Regions from separate parts of the Sus scrofa genome. Here region 2 is linked to region 1. Evidence: chromatin contacts called from public Hi-C data. All regions are on one chromosome and are shown on one strand. The core of a region is the stretch at or near the end of the contact, and the rest is flanking DNA. Distances in the headings are between cores, read along the strand shown. Region 1 holds the start of MUS81 (crossover junction endonuclease MUS81). Region 2 holds the start of SCYL1 (N-terminal kinase-like protein).

What was found. Hi-C and Micro-C count contacts between places; a contact is called where the count stands out from the background.
Region 2: a contact with region 1 is called in a Hi-C map of liver, with 12 times the contacts expected there. The contact joins the promoter of SCYL1 here to the promoter of MUS81 in region 1. A contact is called at or near these places in 1 of 47 Hi-C or Micro-C datasets (liver) and 1 of 2 datasets of contacts at active chromatin or transcription factors (alveolar macrophages).

Annotation. Positions count from the first base shown.
Region 1 is chr2:6,468,499-6,473,757 of Sscrofa11.1, forward strand. MUS81 (crossover junction endonuclease MUS81) reads right to left here and starts at 2,282. Exons shown (of 16, transcript XM_003122526.5): 1 at 207-2,282; 2 at 1-92. The coding sequence starts at 341. CFL1 (cofilin 1) reads left to right here and starts at 3,060. Exons shown (of 4, transcript NM_001004043.1): 1 at 3,060-3,140; 2 at 5,041-5,259. The coding sequence starts at 3,138.
Region 2 is chr2:6,730,796-6,736,054 of Sscrofa11.1, forward strand. It overlaps SCYL1 (N-terminal kinase-like protein), which reads right to left and starts at 2,682. Exons shown (of 18, transcript XM_003122558.5): 1 at 2,477-2,682; 2 at 1,987-2,127; 3 at 1,664-1,786; 4 at 1,355-1,581; 5 at 830-920; 6 at 597-752. The coding sequence starts at 2,587.

The sequences.
Region 1 (5,259 bases), core at 1,032-3,531:
ATTCGGCAGAGCCCGTCTCCAAAGTGCTGTAGGATCTTAGCTTCCTTGCCGCTGCGCAGGGGCAGTGGGTACCGCCGGAGGGAGCGCAGCGCCTAGGGTGGGGTGGGTGGGTAGCGGGTACAGTGCTGGGTCGCGGGGCTGGGGAGGTGCCTGATTGTCTGGCCCCGCCAGCACCTGCCCCACCTTCAGGTCCGGTCAGAACCCACCTTCTGAAACACGAATTGAGTGCGGCGCCCCCTGCTGGCGGCCTCGTCCCGCCACTCGGTCAGCCAGCGTACGAAAAGCGGGTTTGGGCAAAGCGGCAGCGGGCGTTTCCGACCCAGGCGGACCGGTGCTGCCATCAGCGCCCGGGCGGGTCCTCTGGCGCCTCACGGCGGCAGGACTGGGACGCCGCCAGTTCTGGAAACGGGATTCGAACACCTGGTTCCGGCGGCGGAGGCGGGCCCTCTGCAGTCACGTGGTCCCACGCGGGTCACTAACCAGAGGACGGCCTTCTGCTGCCCTCCCCGCCTCTGCACTCTAAGAGGTTGGTGCCGCACGTAGTGTCTACCGCCTTTCGCTCTCCTGTTGCTCCGGCACAGGACCAGCCTTTTGGACGCGCCGAACCCAGGCCTGGACCCGCCCCTTCCATCTACCCCGGATTCGAGAGCGGGAGTCCTTTTTGTACAGGAGAGAAGAGGGTGCACAGCGCCCCCTATGACTGGGAGGTCTGGCCGGGCCGGGCTTAAATGAGTAACCCGAGGCTGTTGGTTTCAGACTGGCTCTAGCGGAGGACGCTGGAGAAACTGGCCTAGTGAAGAATCCGAGAGGTGGGAGGATGGGGAAGCAGATGGGTTCAGTTGTTTTTGTAGGAAGGACATTAGGAATGAGGACACAAAGGTAACGCAGAAAGAGCTGAAAGACCCTCCGAGGAAATGGTGATCCCATGTGGGCCTCCCCATCCAGAGCAGTGGGGGAGGGGCGCGAAGACGAGGACGTGCAGGGAAGGCCAAAGCTGGGAGGACAGGGAGAGGGAGACAGTAGACAAACAGAAAGGGGACAAGTAGGAGGTGCTGGACATCGAGGCATGTGGGAGGGGCTGACATGGGCATGTTGTTGGATTCGGGGTAGCAACCCGGGGGTGAGAAATACGGACAAGGGAAGAACACTTCATCGTTCTTGTGACTCGTTGGAGGTGGGGGACTCTCAGGAAGGTTAAGATGGGAACTATGCAAAGGGGGTTCCACTTGAGCACGAGAGTCTCGCCAGCAAGTTACAGCAGCCGACATCTGCCATACCGGAAGTGGCGAGGTGTGGGTCTGGGGCCTTTCGGGAGTGGAGAGGCGGGCGCCCGAGCTCCAGGCCTGCCCCTTCAGACTCCGCCCAGCCTCGATCCCGCACCCCCCGGCCGGCTCCGCACTCCCGCCTCCCGCCTGACGCTGCCTTATAAGGAGCCTCCAGCAGGCGTTCGGATTGGACCCGCCCCCTCTAGTCTCTTGTCCTAATAAGGACATCTAGGGCATCCCGCAGCTAGGGGCGGGCGGGAGCGCGTCTCCAGGGTAACTGCGAAATCTCCCACCCCCCTCCTCGTTGCTCTTGGAAACTCCGAAGCTCAAAAAGGTGGAGCCAATCTCATCTTGTAGCAAGGTCTCTTGCAGGAGGCGGCGGTCGAGCTGCGGTCCCCACCTGATGCTCCCGGTGGGGGGGCAATGCAGCGGTACGTCCCCGACTACAGTCCCCGGCATGCTCTGCGACATACCCCAGTCTCGGGTGTTGCTCCCCAGCTGAAGACCAAGCTTCCAGCTCTTCATTTACAGCCTTTATTCTGCATATGGGATCGATGCCCCCAATTCTCTTGTTTGCGACCCTGTCTTCTGCAGAGTAAGCGGCTATGGCCTTTGTTGAAAGCCAATGAAATCTCCCTGGAGTCCCCCACCCTAGTCTGTTTTTTGAAGGTTATGCTCCCACAGAGCTTCTGTTTTAATTTCTGTGGGTATTAAATTAACCATATGCCTGGTTACCAACTGGAGAACGAGATTTAAGTCTGGTTTAAAATCTGTTTCCTGGAGTTCCCGTCGTGGAGCAGCGGTTAACGAATCCGACTAGGAACATGAGGTTGCGGGTTCGATCCCAGCCCTTGCTCAGTGGGTTGAGGATCCGGCATTGCCGTGAGCTGTGCTGTAGGTCGCAGACGCAGCTCGGATCCCGCCTTTCTGTGGCTCTGGCATAGGCTGGCAGCTACAGCTCCGATTCGACCCCCTAGCCTGGGAACTTCCATATGCCGTGAGAGCAGCCCAAGAAATGGCAAAAATAAAATAAAATCTGTTTCCTCTGCTCACTGCCTAGTAAAAGGCGGTAATCTTCGAATGCATAAATCCCTGCTCTTCTCCCTTTATTGCCTCATGAATATGCCAAATGCTTTTAAAACTAGTACAAAGCTCTATTTTCAAAGATTTCTTTGTAGTCTTTCCTTGTGTTTTTTTTCTCTTATTTTATTGAAATTGCACATCGCCTTTCCTCAGTAGACAAGAGTGTCTTTTGAGTATGGAGAATGGTTAATGAATGTGTCCTGGATTGAAGTCTCCTTATACTTGGGATTCTCCTTGCTCTAGGACTGGATTCCAGACCAATGAATAGTTGCTTCAATTCACAAAAGCAAAATACCAAGTCACTGGAAATTTTTAGACCAAGAGATCCAGAAAAACGCCAGGATGGACCTTAGGAAAACCGTTTCGGTACGGGATAAAGAAGCGCGAAATCGAGGCTCATTTTCAGGTCAAATCACCCAGCACCGAGGCCTTGGCTCTGTGCAGAGCGTTTCCTGGGGCATTCCACCAACCCGCGCGCTCTCCTTGCTGTAGTCCCGCCCCTCTCAGCTGTCCCCGGACTACACTTCCCAGTATGCAACGTGACGACCAGACGCTGTCAGATGAAAAAGACTCTGCTACCCAGCTGGCCCGAGGACAGCGCAGGAGCCTCGGACTTCATTTCCCGTCGGTCTTCAGGAGGAGCGCCGGAAGCCCGCCCCGCCCCTCATTGTGCGGCTCATACTAAACGGAAGGGGCCGGGAGAGGCCGCGTTCAGTCGGATCCCGGCAGCAGCTGAAGCGGCTCTTGTCTTTTCTGGCTCCTTGCTATCTCCTTTTCGCTTCCGGAAATATGGTGAGCGGCAGGCCACGGCGCGGGAGGGGAGGCGGCTGCGAGTCGATTGTCTGCGTGCGCGGGAGGGAACGGGGGAGCGACGTCGGCACCCCCTCCCCCAGATCCCCCGGCTGGATGAGGGTCTCGTGCTGAGGGGCGGGCGGCGCTGGGACGCGCGTGCGCGCCCGCGGGCGCCGGTGAGGGCCGGCTCGGACGTCGCTCGCGCGCCCCCTGGACTCCCCTCCCCTCCCCCACTCCGCTGTTGCGCCCGCGCGGACACTGGCCGTGGGGGAGGGGTCCAGGGCGCGCGGGTGCGCGGCCGTCGCGGAGCAGCCGGTGTCGCGCGTCGCGGCGGTGCCGAAGCGAATGGGTTCGCGGGTGCGCGCGCGCGCTGGGAGCACGCGGCATCCAAACCTGGCTCGGGGGCGGCGAAGGAAAAGCGCGCGAGCGCTCTCGGCGCGCGCGCCCCACCCAAGGGCTGTTCCTGTCTTCGCGTCACCCTCCCTCGCAGGCGGGTCTGTCTCGAGAGCAGGTGGCAGGGATGCCCACAAGGGGCGGGGGCGGCGCGGCTAGCTGGGATGCGGGGGTGTCCGGGTTTTGGCGCAGGCGCCTGAGATTGGGGGCTTGCCCCGCGCAGCGGACCCCGCAGCGACCACGGCCGCGCTCGGGAGCGAGCCCACGAGACGAGCTGGGTTCTCCGCCGAGTACTCCCGGCGAGGGATGGAACGGCGCTGTCGGCCGGCGCGTGCGCACTCGCTCAGGCCTGGCCGCCGGGCCCGAATCCCTGGACAAGTGGGGCCGTCGGCTTTCCCGGATGGGGCCTGAGGGTGGAGCTGAGTTTAGGGAAGTGACCCAGGCGGGCACCGCCCGGAAACCACCCCGCCCCCTCTGTTCAGCCCGAAGGCTTCGAGGGCCGAAGGTTGTGTAACGTGCCCAGGCCCTCAGCGGAGGGGACCAGTAAGCTGGTGGGTAAAGGCGATTCCTTGGGGTTGAGAGTCTAGAGGTGTCTCTGCATCTGTGTACCGGTTTTTCTCGGGGAGGGGTCTGAGTCTAGCCGATCTCTTCTCCGCCTACTCCGGAAGCGGCTCAATCACGTGGCCAGCTTCCTCTGCAGTTCCGGGAGCGGGGGCAGGTTTTTACCTTGGACAGTCACTCTCTCCCGGCTAGGTTGGGCCCCAGCACGACCCAGAAAAGTTTAAAGAGCTCTCAAGGGCCAAGGTGTTTGGAGTGCTAACTTAGATCAGTGACTTTTGGGGCCTGCATATATTCTGGGGAACAGGGAGTTGTTGGGTAGGGCCTTAATTAGGCGTTTGTGGTTCTTGCTTGGGTTTAGGAAGACCCCAGCGGAGGATAGGACAGCTTGTGTAGTCACCGCATGGGACAGTTCTGATGGACTTGTTAGAACAGTTGAGCACCGCTGGTGTCCCATGTAGCATTATGGGGTCCTGGTTCTCAGAAGTGACTGTAGCCTGGGTGTCTGGGTCCTCTTCCACCTCCGTGAAGTTCTGAGTCAGCACAGGAGGCAAAAGCCGAGATTGAGGATGTGAGTAGGAAACGAGCCAGTAGTCAGTTCTGTAGGTTCTTTCAATTCTGGGCTCCCATCTGGGCCAAGGCTCTGCTGCTCGCAGGTCTTCAGACTCTAGCCTGCAGGATGTCAGGCTGGGAAGGAAGGATACTGAGTTACTTGACCAGATGTGTCTCTCACGGTTGCCATTCTGGGGTTGTGTGACATCTGGTCCTTGGACAGGAACTGGGGTGGGGAGATAGAGACACTTGTCTTGGGGAGGGGATTCATGACCTCTTGGGAGTAAGGACTACACCCCGTGGCGTCTAGACAGATCTCCCCAGAAAGCGGAGGAGGGACTTCAGGGCACTTCCCAGAAACCTCTTCCTTATGAGGTACATGCGGCCCGTCCTCTAGGCCTCCGGTGTGGCTGTCTCTGACGGGGTCATCAAAGTGTTCAATGACATGAAGGTGCGTAAGTCCTCGACACCGGAGGAGGTGAAGAAGCGCAAGAAGGCGGTGCTCTTCTGCCTGAGCGAGGACAAGAAGAACATCATCCTGGAGGAGGGCAAGGAGATCCTCGTGGGTGACGTGGGCCAGACTGTAGACGACCCCTATGCCACCTTTGTCAAGATG
Region 2 (5,259 bases), core at 1,432-3,931, 260 kb after region 1:
CATCCCCGTGCCTCCCACCTTCACACTCTTCAGGTCTCAGCTCAAATCACCCCTAAGAGAGCCCTTCCCTGAGCACCCCACCCTCACTCTCCTGGCCTTATCCCCATCCCAGGAAGCACATGTTTCTTCCTTTATGTTTTCTGTCCCTTTCTCCCAGTGAGATGGAGGCCTGGTCCAATTATCCTCAGCTGGATCATCCTTGGGGGGCAGGGGTCTGAGCCTGACTCTCCCTCCCCACCCTGCTACCCACACCACAGCCCAGCATCAGGACAGGTCTAGAATGTAAGTGTGCAGTTAACAGGGGGCCAGGAGCAGACACTAAGCTCCTACTAGGGGCCAAGCACTATACCACGCACTTCAAACTCACTGACTCCTCACCAAACTTCTTTGAAGTAGGTACTATTATTGGGACTGAGTGTCAGCCAAGGGAAGTCACACATAAATAACAGTTGGAGCCAAGGTTTAAGCACAGAGAGCCTAGCTCTACAGTCTGTGCTCATCTCCAAGGGTCTAATTCTCAGGGGGCCTGAAAAGTGGGTGGTGGAGACTGGGTGAAGAACGTCGGGCCAAAGCCCACAGTGGGGCAGGGGGCTCACCTGAATCTCTTCCAGGAAGAGGTTGGTCTCCACAAAGCGGTTGTTCATGAAGCCTCCAGGCGCCCGGCAGTTCTGCAGGAAGCGGGCTGGGTTGGGACGAACCTTGGGGTTGGCTCCGACCAGCTCACAGTAATGGGGCACCAGTGATTTGGGGATCTGTGGGAGAAGCAGCAAGGTCAGGGCAGGGGCCACCTGGCTGGCGGACAGGGGCTGGGGTGGGGTCAGATATTCACCTTTCCAGGGTTTCGCAGGGCGGCTGCACGAGGTAGGGGCCCATTGAAGACTTCCCAGATGAGGCAGCCCAGGCGCCACATGTCGGCTGACCTGAGGCAGTGACCAGAGCTGCTCAAGGCCCAGCCACCTGCCAGCATAAAACTCCAACCTATGCTGAGCACCAGGCACTCACTGCATGGCAGACCCTGTGCTCTGTTCCTCAGCTCATCCTCCCATCAGCCCCGAGAAGTAGGTTTCATCAGCCCCATTTGACAGATAAGGAAACTGAGGCTCAGAGAAGCAAAGACACCCACCCCGGGTGACACAATTTTCAAATTCAGAACCACCTAACCCCAAAGTCTGTGTTTATCCTGCCCTACTTCCCTGAGGATCCTCGGAGCAAGGAGTGGGCCCACCCTGAGGACCCTGGTCCCCTCCCAGCTGGGCAGCAAGGGACAAGGGAGTGACATATAATCTAGGGGGCCCGAAGCTGCAGGGGCTTCCAGAACAGGGCAGGTTGGGGCATGCCGCCCCCAGTCACCCACCACTTCTCTCTGACTGCTTTGCCACTGCCATCGGCCAACTCTGGGGGATCGTACTGCTCAAGTTCGGGGACCCCCTTGCGGGGAGGACCCCCACCATTGCCCTGCGCCGAATACATGTAGTCCAGGCCCCCAAGCTTCCACTCCCCAGCGCGGTCCACGAACACAGCGGCCATGCAGACATTATTGTGGATGAGGCTGCAGTCGTTGACCAGGAAGCTGAGGGCTTTCTGGGGACAGAAGGAGCCATCACAGCCCTGTACCTGCAGCCCCCCCATCCCTGCAATCATCACCACTACCCCCCCACCTCACCACAATTTGGTGTAGCCCCCAGGAGAGCTCCATCTCCCTCAGATCACCAGTCTCTGTTCGAGCCTTGAGGTACGCTGCCAGCGGGGTCACAGCCTCCGTCACCACGTGGAGGCATTTTTCTGTCTGAAGAAGGACGTGGAGTATCAGCGCAGAGTGGAGAAGAAGCAGGGGGATGAGAGACGTGATGGGGACCGGGTGGAGAAGGGGAAGTCAAATCTGGGGGTTACTGGGGCAGGGGGCTGGGAAGGGGCAGGAAGGCAGGAGCAGGAGACTGGGAGAAAGTGAGGGGCAGAGACAGAGCAGACTGAGCGGCCGGTAGGTACCTCCAGCCCATCGATGTAGGCCAGGATGTTGGGGTGCCGGAGAGTTTTGAGGCGCTTGAAGGCGGCTTTGGCCACCTGGGTTTGCTCTTCGGCGCCGGGCTTCACATCATAGACGAAGATGGACACCGGGCTGCCTGTGGCCTGGGGCAGAACAGAGGGGCCTCAGGGGTGTGGGCCGAGCCCCAAGCTGACCACTCCATCTCCGAGATGGTCCCCGGAGCTAAGTACCGGAAAGGAAGACCCGCCGGCCGGGTCTCCCCCCAGGACAGCCCTTGGGGACTGAGTCGGGCCCACGTAACCCCGGTTGGGTGCGCCTGTTGGTCCCTCGGTCCTTCCGCCCGCCACGTCGGCACTACCCGTCCCCCTCCCCCGGCCCGTTGCCCTAGAGGCTCCGCAGCCACGTCAGGCGGGGCGCGACGCGGCGGGGCCGGCGGCGCTGACTAGGCGAGACCGAGGTCGGCCGAGGCCTGCGGAGCGGGGCCGCGCTCACCTTCTTGCGGCCGCGGTGCAGGGCCCAGGGTCCGGGCGGGCTGCCCTCGGGAGGTTCCGGGCTGAGCTCAAACGGGAAATCCCGGACCGGGTCCCGAGCAAAGAACCACATCGTCCCCGCCGCCGCCGCCGCCGCCGCCGCCGCCGCGGCCTCGGGCGCTTCAGCTCCGGGTCCTCCCGCTGCCCGAGCCGGGGCGGGGCGGGGCGGGGGCGGGACGGGGGCGGGGTCGGCCGTGGCGAGGGCGGGTCTGTGTGGGCGGGGCCTCGTGGGGGCGGGGCTGGTGGGCGGGGCGGGGCTGGTGGGCGGGGCGGGGATCCGAGGGCGGCAGGTACTGGGGAGACCAACCCTCCTTCACCCCCTGCCCTGGCGGATCACCCAAACTCTCAGGGCCTCTGTGTCTTTATATCTAAAATGTGGAAAGCCTGAGAAGGGACAGAGGATAGGGAAACGGAGACAAGGAGGCGGGGAGATGGGGAGACGCCAGAGGAAATCGTCAGAGAGACAGACATGAAGGGGTGCAGGGTTCAGTGAGGAGTGAGGAAGAGACTTAGAGAAGATGACTCTCCCCAAACCAGACGCTCTCCCACACCAGCCAGTGGGCACCTCCAGGATGCGGTGAGGATCAAGTTGGTGGAATGACTGAGTGACCAGGGAAGAGGCACAAGGAAGCAAAGCCGGTGAGAAGGAGCGTGGGTGAGAGGCAGAGAGGGAAGCAAAGGTCCTGAGGAGGTCTAGGAACCCTGAGACAGGGAGAGGGGACCTGGGGAGGGGAAAGGCAGTGACCCCAGGAAAGAAGGGTAGGAGGAACAGCCCAGCAAGTTCAGAAGAAGCCAGGAGGCCAGGAGGGGCCCCTGCTCTCCTGGGCTCAGTAGAACTGGCTCTGTGTCTCCAGGGTCAGCACCTCCAGACCCCAGCACCTGTGCAGATAGGGGCTGTCAGTGGCAGAATGGTGTCAACAGCTCAAATGCCATTCATGCTGGAGGAGACCCAGCTCCTTAGCTGGACAGAGCCCAGCATCCAGGAGGGGCTGGGCTGGCAATGGTTTCTCCAAAAGTAAGGTCACGTTCATTACAACACTATTTACAATAGCCAAAACATGGAAACAAGCTAAATGTCCATCGACAGAGGAGTGGATCAAGAAGATGTGGTACATATACACAATGGAATATTACTCAGCCATTAAAAAGAACGAAATACCAGCATTTTTTGCAACATGAATGGACCTAGAAACTATCATTCTAAGTGAAGTCAGCCAGACAATGAGACACCAACATCAAATGCTTTCACTCACATGTGGAATCTGAAAAAAGGACAGACTGAACTTCTTTGCAGAACAGATGCTGACTCACAGACATTGAAAAACTTATCGTCTTCGGAGGAGACAGTTTAGGGGGTGAGGGGATGTGCTTGGGCTGTGGGATGGAAATCCTGTGAAATCAAATTGTTATGATCATTATACAACTACAGATGTAATAAATTCATTTGAGTAATTAAAATAAAATAAAAAGATTTTAAAAAATAAAACAAAACACAAAGGAAATTAAAACTTGTTCATCACTATGTGTCAAACACTGTATCAGGCAGTTCTGCACACAGTAACCCACTTGGAAGTTACTTGGCCTCTCTGTGCCTTATTTCCTTGTCTGTACAAACAAACCTCCTGGTGCTAGAATTTCATCAGTACTGTTTTTTTAAAAAAAGAAAGAGACTGAGGTTCTATATGCAAGATACTCAGAACAAGGCCTGCAACTGAAAGTGCTCAATAAATGTGAGGAGTTTATTTCATTCAAAACAAAACAAAACAAAACAAAAAAAGGTCACATGGAACCCAGGGTTGGGGACAGTCTTGCAGCTGCATCCTACAGAAGATGGATGAGATGCTGGAATTAATTAGGAAACATCTGGCTGGGATGCCTTTGGGAGCAGGTTCAAGGGCAGGGATGCCAAAGTCAGTAGGCTGGGTTCACTGGCTGTGGAGACTCACCTTACCTGGGAGCCTCGGTTCCCCCATCTGTAAATTGGGGTGGACGGTGCCCTGTGCCTCACCTGACACCGCTCCTCAGCAGTGACTCGTTCTCCCTTTTCTTGTTCAAGTACCCATGCAGGATGCTGGGAGGAGGATCCGACACAGTGGGGGCTGTTCAGGGCAGAACAAAAATAATAACTAGAGAGCCTCCTGTGGCTTCACTAGGAAGACGGTGACCACATCGGGAGTAAGGGAGTTCCCGTTGTGGCTCAGCAGGTTAGAATCTCACATAGTATCTGCAAGGATGTGGGTTTGATCCCTGGCCTCGCTCAATGGGTTAAGGATCCATGTTGCCACAAGCTGTGGCCTGGGTCGCAGATGTGGCTCAGATCCAGTGTTGCCATGCTGTGGTGCAGGCCAGGAGCTGCAGCTCAGATTTGACCTCTAGCCTGAGAACTTGCATATGCCCCAGGTGAGTCCCTAAAAAGAAAAAAAAAATTGTGATTATGGAACTGGCAATGTGGGCGCGTGGGTAGCATCTTGTCATGGGAGAAGACCAAGCAAGGGGCTTAAATGCCAAATTAGAGAGTCTGGAATATTACCCCTTTACTGAAGGGTGAACCACAGCCTGAGCTGTGTGTGTGAGTGCAGAATGCTGGCATGTGGCAGGCAGGGTGGGGTGATGCTTTGGGGTGGAGGTCATGGTTAGGGGTGAGGGCCTGTGAGCACAGGGTTTACGTGGTGATGTTTAGTGAGGGACACATTCTCTGAGCACCTAGCACATGTGAGGCCTGTCCAGTGCATGGGGCTGAGCCTG